Linked DNA regions of Gossypium raimondii: region 1 is linked to region 2. A link is a contact called in public Hi-C data. All regions are on one chromosome and are shown on one strand. The core of a region is the stretch at or near the end of the contact, and the rest is flanking DNA. Distances in the headings are between cores, read along the strand shown.

What was found. Hi-C and Micro-C count contacts between places; a contact is called where the count stands out from the background.
Region 1: a Hi-C map of leaf shows a contact between it and region 2, with 2.8 times the contacts expected there. The contact joins two enhancer-like sites. A contact is called at or near these places in 2 of 2 Hi-C or Micro-C datasets (both in leaf).

Annotation. Positions count from the first base shown.
Region 1 is chr6:16,480,619-16,484,914 of ASM2569854v1, forward strand. It overlaps LOC105773369 (E3 ubiquitin ligase PQT3-like), which reads left to right. Exons shown (of 15, transcript XM_052632284.1): 15 at 1-3,512. Among protein-coding and RNA genes, the nearest start is that of LOC105773369, 7.5 kb to the left of the region's middle. Within about 2 kb of position 1,848, the one cell type or tissue checked has open chromatin away from gene starts, as enhancers often do. A contact at or near this core is called in leaf, where this site is marked.
Region 2 is chr6:16,247,311-16,251,972 of ASM2569854v1, forward strand. No RefSeq gene overlaps it. Among protein-coding and RNA genes, the nearest start is that of LOC105773753, 24 kb to the right of the region's middle. Within about 2 kb of position 1,376, the one cell type or tissue checked has open chromatin away from gene starts, as enhancers often do. A contact at or near this core is called in leaf, where this site is marked.

The DNA of each region.
Region 1 (4,296 bases), core at 598-3,097, 230 kb after region 2:
TATATGAAGTTACATATCAGGAAGTAGTTGGGTAAATATGGTACTAGTTTCCTTTCCAGTGAGGTAAATGTATTGACTTGGTTTACTACTTGTTCCATTATATTGCTTTTCTTTTATCTGGATAGAGTAACGGTTCAAGATTGCACCGACTGAACATAGGGGATGTTCGGTATCTAATTTTGATTCTCTGTTGTTTTTGTTGACACAGATATAGTTGAGTGGTCGGCTTTTGGACAGTAGCTTCATGGATTATTATTATTAATTTTTTCTAAGCATCTTTCTTCTAACCATGTTTCAATTTGTAGCTTTTGCGGTGGAGGCAAGAAATAGTAAAGTTTTGATCAGAGGAGCCATTGCGTAAGTTAAATTTTAGGTTCGTTTGCTATTCAGAAAATGATGAAGCTGGTAAAGGTATGTTTCCTTTTCCAAGAAGGAATATAAAAGGTGAGGTGTTCGTGGCTTGACTCAAGTCTATTTATTTCTCCTAATACAACCCGACCCAAAATGTGAATTTCAAATCCATTTAAATTCACTCGTATCTGCAAATAGTAATTTTATTTTTTTTAAAGTTAAAAAACTTTTATTTTAGTCTTTGATAATTATATTTTCAATATAGTTTACATTTTAAGATTTACATTATAATATTGAATATTGATTGAATATTTTCATGCTCTAAATTACATATGCTAAATAAAAATAATATATTAAATAATTGAAAATTGGGTCGGGTTGAGACTTGAATGCAGTCAAGGTTTGTCATTTTTCAGGACGACATTTTTGTTAAAAGATTTTCAAATATTGGGCTTGGTGGTAGATTAGTCTTTTTAACAAATCTACCTGGCCAACTAACTAATTTTTCTTAGTTTTACACTTTTATTAAATATTACTAATGCTTTATCTAGTTATCGGCATAATTTCTTGAGGCGGTTTTTCGTCACAATCTTATTTGTTAAATGAGTAAAAGATTTCAGCTTTTGTAATTAATCGTGATTTGGTAACCTAATAGAGAAAAGAAAAGAACACAAGAATAATGAGCTTTCATTGTTTAAAAGTTGGCTTTGGGGGAAATGATTTTTTTACCCTCGTATCTAATCTAGATGTTTGTGGTTTGGGTTTTGACCCATTTGAAAACCCGTTTTATCATTGAAAATAATGTCAAAAATTTTGAAAGTTGTATCAATATTTTATATTTTAAAATTAAATAGGTTTTTTTCCTAAATAATTTTATATTTTGACTAACTAACCTAACCCTAATTCAGCCATAATAAGAGATCTTTTTACTTGATTTGTGCACGGGCAGGTTTTTTCAGCAATCTCGTGTTAGTGGCTAATTGGAGGATAACGATGATATAATTCCATTAAAGAAAACAGCAAAACGCCGGAGTATTATTCTCGCAAATTGTTTTAGTAAATGAGCTAATATAAATTAATTTAAATTTGATCAATTTTATCTTAGTCAACATCTTTTGATTGCTAACATGAATTAATTTAAATTGTTCCTTTTAACCACTCGACTACTTTGTAGCAAAGGAAAGGAAAATTTTTATTAATTTTAAGCAAATTCTATTTTTTTATTAAAAAATTTCCCTTTTTTCTAATTTAAAATTTAATTTAATACTTATTTTTTTGTTTTTAATTTTATATTTTATCTTAATGTTATGATAAATTATTATAATACCAGTATGTAAAACATGTTATTTGTTACCATTTTATTTTTGTGGGCCACTTTCGTTACATGGGCGATACGGTTCATAGTGATGTTGATAGGATGTTGTACTCTGGGAAACTGATTCTAGGGTTGCGTTTCAAGCAGTGGGTTCAAAAATTCGCTCTATCCCTTACTTTTTATTGTTGTTTCCTTGACTTCTCCATGTCGTCAGTGTAAACTTACCGAAAGTTGCGGGCCTGTGGGCTACTTTTAGATTTTAAAATTATTTCTATAATTAGAAATTCTTTCACATAAATTGCATATTTGTATTATAGTAATTTTTGAATTTGGTGTCATGAATTAATTCAACATCGATTTATCAAAGAAACTATTATTTAATTTGTGACTGATTCAATTAGGAAAATTATTAAAATTATCTTTTAAGTAATTAATATACCTTTTTTAGAAATAAGGAATTTTATTATGATACTATGTCTTTCATTATTTTTATATGAAATATATAAATAAAATAGCTATAAATAGAAAGGTTGGAATAACCAAAGGATAATGAAATTTTATTCGTAAGTCTCTTAATCATAATATCTTTAATTCAATCGTTGAATAAGTATTTTATAAATATATTTATTATATAGAGTTGTTTTTTCCTCGTATAATGAATGATTGTTGTGTATCGCATTGACCTCTTTTGTAGATAATAACTCTAAAGTGCAGGGTCATTGATCAGCAAATGACAACGTTGGAAAGATTTCTGGCTTTCCTTGGTTATTTTTTTCAGTTTGGTTTTCTCGATGCTTGTTCTATCATCAACCTAATTTAAATAAGTGATGGATTTATAATCCCTGTTTATCAACCCGAAAACCGTTAGTTTAAAATTTGTCTCTATGTTTTGTTCTTTTTATTTGAACGACTACTAGACTTCAACAAGTAAAGAAAGCTTAAAATGTACATGGTTCTTAATAAAATCGAGCAAAAATTCTAAAATTCTCTATCACGCGCTGGTTCAACATTAAGAGCAGAGATAAGGGAAGGAGCCAGGGAGGTCGTTTCTAAGCTTCAACAACGGATGGTTTCTGCGCTGCTGCTGGTTCCGTACGTTGACTGTTTTGTTCCTGTTCCGAGTGTGTTAACTTGATTAGAGAGTAAGTAACGATCTAATACTAATATGAATATTTTAACATTTACTTCTATTGTGATTTGAAGAACTTTATTATCATGTGAATATGCATATGCATTTCTAAAGTTGACTCTTTAATTTAAAGGAAAAATTAAATTGATTTTTATTAAGTTAGAAGATTAAAAAAATCATTATGTCTTTTTAAAAGCATTGTCATACTGACGTGATAAGATTTCAATAAAGTTGTAGTATAGTGATAAGTATTCTTGCCTGTCATTCGGGAGACCCAGGTTTGATCCCTAGAAACAATGTATATTTTCTATTTGTTTCCGCTTTGTTCTATTTGGGGTGCCTTCCAACTAGGAAACAACTTGTCAGGTTCGACCATAGAAAAGGAGAGTTGTCCAGCGAATCTTGGGGGGCTTCGCCTCAGGATGACCGATACGTTGTCCTTTGTTGACTCTTTTGCCCACCATGTCTGCATTTAATGTTTCAACTCTCAGAGAAAGTGTAGAACTCTATCTCGAGAAAGTTAACAACATGGGCCTTTATACCGTCAGTCATACTGAATGAATCCTTGTGTTATAAGCTCTTTTATGACCTTGCAGTAGGTATGGTTGTCTTGTTGCACTCTTGTAAGAGTTTAGACCTCATACTCAAGACTCAAGAGACACATCGCTCCTGTTTTTCACATTTATGGATGCAGTGATGCTTTTTTTTTGCTTTTAATGTATTTTGTCTTTGTGCAAAATGCGTGGATTCTGCAAACATTGATATATTTCTATTATTCATCTCCTTAAGTTGCATGCTAGCCTTCAGGGCTACAATCATTGACCAAATAAGAGTGCATTCATATGTGTTATGGCATGAGATCGAATTTCTCAAAATGCATCTATGGGTGACAAAACCTTATTGAGACCTGTGATGGCCCAAAGAGAACAACTTTTATTTCTTAAGGGTTTAGGTGTTAAAATGATAGATTTGAAGCTTATATGTGAAAAATGACTAAAATGTAAAGCTTAATTGATAGTTTCGTACATTGCAGACTAAATTGAATAAAATGTAAAATTGAATGTAGAATTGAATGTAAAAATAGGAAATGTGAGGCCCCTAATGGAATATAATGAAATCAAATTTTAAATTAGAGTTTTAGTTTGGAAGTTATGTCAATCTCGATTTTAGGGATTAAATTGAAAAATTGTAAAGTTTGAATAAAATGACAATTGATTGTGAATTTGGTCTAATATTAATGATGTTGTATCTTTATGTTAATCCATAGCTAATGTCGACCCGGATTCTTCGAGAGGGAAAGGAAAAGCTAAAGTCGTCGACGAATAGCTCGAAATTTCTGGTTTATAATTCTATAATTCGGGAACCTTTTAATTGTTGCATATTTATATCATTATACATTATATGGAGTTAGAGGTGAGTATTGATGATTGCTTGAGTTAAACTGATGTGATTTAGATCAAATATCGAAGTAGGGACTAAATTGAATAGAATAGAAAATTTC
Region 2 (4,662 bases), core at 126-2,625:
AATCATTATTTTCCTTACTTATTTGAAGTAAACACGGATCTTTTTTACTGAATTGTCTTATATCATCCTGTTATAGGTATAAGTCACTCATTCCACTTTTGAGAAGTTCCTAAAATTTTCCATTTTATTCAATTTAGTCCCTAAAACCTAAATAGTCATATTTTCAAATCTAAGCTTCGTTTTTCAATTAAAATTCAATTTCATCCTTCCATAACATTCAAATATTCTTAAATACAAAATTTCATGCTAATTTTGAAAAATTACACTTTAGTCCCTATACTCGTAACTAACAAATTATACTTTACAAATTAGTCCCTATTCATCTCTAAGCAGTTTGTCAGCGCGTATATCTCAAAAAGTTTTCGAAATAAAAAAAATTGTCTCAATCGGACAACCGAGCGAAAAGTTATGGCCTTTCAAAGTTTTCCAAGCTAAAAAACATAAATTGTTCATGCCACGTCAGCAAATCGCGTCCTAGAGGGCGCTATTTGTGTCCACGTCAGCAAATCGCGCTGACGTGGATGCGATTTCCTGGCGCGTACCCTGACATCGCGCTGACGTGGCAGCGATTTCGCGGAAATGGCCCATTCCTGTAAATAATTAAAAATGTGGCCCATTTCGGTAAATTTTGAAAAAAAGGGTTTTTTTTTGGTAAAATGGCCTACAAGTTGTTTACTTATTTTTTATGTTGTTTAAAAGTTAAAGTCAGTAAACTTTAATGGTTAAAATTAAAGCTTTTATTATTAGTAGTATAAATGATAAATATATTTTTATATTATTTTTGATATTATTCATATATCATTTGGTACACAATGTTTCGATCGATGTGATCATAATTAGATAGAATAAATTGATAAAGTCGATACAAATTAAAATTTTTACTGCTGTGGAAAAGAGAATTGATTGTTTCGATTTTCAATTAAAACAATGTACACCAAATGATATAGCAAAAACTGATGCATAACCAACTATATTGATGGTTTAGGTTGTCATTAATTTTTGTTCTCAAAATTACAGTTAATTAATTTGCTCAGACAAAAATTAAAATTTCATCTATATATTTGTTTCAAATTAGAATTCATATTAAATTAAAATTTCATTTTCAAGGAGCGTTAAGAATTAAAGTTTAAAAATAAAAAATTATTTTTAAGTTATAATAATGTCAATAAATTAATTATTATAAAAACTTAGATTAAATAATTAACTCAACTCTAATTAATTAATTAAAATAAATTCAAACATAACATAAAATTCAATGTCCAAAACCTTGTATTAAAGCAAAGCATTTTTGTTAGTATAGTATTTAGAGGTGGAGATTTAAAGAATTTAGAAAATTGGGCCTAGCCCTTAATGTGGGCCTAGGCCAATGGGCTTAACCCCTTATACAAACAGTTTCTTCCAGGCCTCTCAAGTCTTCTGCTTCTGAACTAACTCATGTAGACCTCATCATGATCCAATTCGCTTGGATTCATCAGCTCGAATTTCATTTCATTTAAATATACTTGAATCCGTTGAATACATTAGCTTTCAACTCTAACTTGTCCTTGTTCATCCAACCCTTACATGGTTAAAATGTTTCTTAATGTTTTATTTATATTGTTATAATATTTTTTAAATTTAAGATTTTCTAATCAAATATATAAAAAATGTGTTTATAAAAGTAAAATATATGTAGAAATTCTTTTAAAATTAAGAGATTAAAAGTTAAAAATATGTAAAATAGTAACATTAAAAGAGAGATATTTTAGTAAATATATTGGAGTGAATTCTGTTTAAACTTGCTGGCTTCACCTTTGAAAATTTTAGTGAAACTTTTAGTTCCGTTTGATTTTAGTAAATAACAGTTGTTTTGTTTTTTTCTTGAAAAATAGGAAACATTGAAAATTTTATTTGTTTGAAAATTTTAAAAATAAATTTTGGGAAATGAAAATGAAACTATTTGATACTTTTAATCTTTATTTTATGTAAAACTGAAAAGTTTAAATGAATTGAGTCTAGTTTTAAACCTATATAAACATTAAAAAAATTCAATAGTATTAAATATCAAACTTGTTACCTTGGCTCAAATTCATATCAGTGTGGGATTATTTCATTTCCTTTCTCAATTTCTATTATAGGAAAATAAGTACCAAACAAGTTTTCATTACTGAAAACAAATATTTTATTTACAAAATATGTTTTTAATTTTAAAATAGAAAATAAAAATTATTTTTAAAATAAAAAGAAAAAAGAACTTTTATTTTCATGTTTTAAAAATGGTTTTCATTTTATGTTTTTAAAAATTTGAAAATAAATTTTATAATAGAAAAATTGTTTTCAATAATGGAAATATAAAATTACATTTTGCACATGTTTTCCATTATAGAAATATGATAAATAAAATTTCCTAGATTTATATGGATTTGAACTAGGGTAAGAGATAATATTTTAAAACTATTGAAAACAAAAATATTTTTGCATTTATATGGTTTTGAATCAATGCCAATTCATTAATTAAATTTAAAGTTAAAAAATCTTGTTTTTGTTATGAATGCTATTAAGTGGATGTTCACTATAATCAACTTTTCACCTTTCATATTCCTTAACTCTTCACATTTCATCTCCTTAAAACCCATTTCCTATTTATGTATTAGAAAAATGAGGAGTCTAATCTCTCCCTATATATATAGGAATATACTAGTTGTGATGATGATGAAAAATAATAGAATGCAATAGAAATCCCCCTATTCTCATATATATCTTTTATCTATTATTCTTGTTTTATAATACGTTATCAAACATGCACGCTTAAATTAATCTAAGAGTCTTGCGATCTTCATTAGTTTGGATCAAGGTATGTTTGCATCGTCAAAACTTCCACTAACCCAGTAATTTGTTAAAACTTCTAACATAGCCAAATTACTTGTAATTTATTTTGTGACTAAATTATTGTAATCGTCGGAGTATTGTTATGTTATGCTTGAAAGTTTGTTAAGAGACTACTTATGTTTATATTAAATTTGCATTGTAGTTGTATCATCAATGTTGAACCTTGCAAAACTTGAATTTGTGGCTTTTGATATTATTGGAAAGAACTATTTATCTTGGATGTTAGATGCTAAAATACACTTAAATGCAAACAGCTTTGGTGAAACTATTAATAAAGGAAATGAAGCATCTAGTTAAGATAATGTCCAAGCCATGATATTTCTTTGCCATCACCTCCATGGGGGACTAAAGACTGAATATTTGACTGTTAAATATCCATTTGTCCTTTGGAATAGTCTAAAAGAAATATATGACCGCAAAAAACCCATAATACTTTCTAAAGCTCGCCATGATTGGCTGCATTTGAGATTACAAGATTTTAAATTTGTGTGTGAATATAACTCAACTATGTTTAGAATCACTTTGTAATTGAAATTATGTAGAGAGAAAATAACTGATAAGGATATATTAGAAAAAACATACTCCACATTTCACGCAAATAATGTTGTCCTACAGATACAATATTGTGAAAAATGTTTTAATAAATATTTTTAAGTTAATATCTTGTCTTCTTGTGGCTGAACAAAATAATGAATTGTTAATGCAAAATCATGAGTCACATCTAACTAGCTCTACTCCATTCCCTAAAGTGAATGTGACATCATATAATGGAAAAGATAAAGGTCACGCTAGTAGTCGTGGACAAGGACATAGGTGCGATCTTAGTAGTGGTCGTGGTCGCGGTCGAGGACATGGACGAGGTGGTCATTTCAGGAATACCCATCAGAAGTATGATCATAATGATGGAAAGAATGATAAATATACAGCTGAAAATTTGGAATGTTTGTGTTATCGTTGTGGAGGTAAAAACCATTGGTACAATACCTGTCATACACCAAAGCATCTTATGGAATTATATCAACAATCATTGAAGGACAAAGGGAAGAAAATAGAGATAAATTTTGTTTGTGAGTGTAACATCCCGCCCGGTGTAGTCTTAGTGATTTGACTACTGTTTGTTGAAGTATAGTGTTTAAAGAAAGTTCTGAGTGGGTAAGGTATTAATTGTGACTAAGCATGTAAGGTTGTGAGTATGCCCTTGAGCGAAGCCTATGATAAGTGAGCTTAATGGTTTGGCGGACTCTTCTAAAGAGTATACATCACCCAGTTGTTTGACGAATATGTTAAGTCCTCAGTTTGATAGAACCCTTTATTATATTATTATTTTATTATTCTGGTTGAACAATTTAGTTAGACAAATGGGAATTGTTTATAATAGAACTAAGTTACGTAGCCGATAAGACTTGCATTTATGATGAGAAAGAGTTCTTGGTCACAGGAATCAAGGAGGTTAGTGGGATAATCAGATTTATTCACTAAATTTAGCTTCCGTGTATGTCTGTATAAACTTGGTATTAGTTTCTTGAGCAAGCTTTTACGTCCTCTCTAGTATTCACATTTTCTTCTCAAACTTTTTTTGCACTTTTCTCTTAGAAAACCTAATACTAGAGAACTACTTGGAGATTTGGGCTCATTGTACTTAGCCAACTCTTCTGTTGTTTTAGCACTTGGTAAATGTTGATGAACCTTAAGTTATTTTCATGGCTATTTACTTGACTTTAGGGCTGCACACTTAAACATCAGTTTTGAGTATAAGGAAGAAAACTTCCTGAATCTGGGTTTTGTGATGATGTT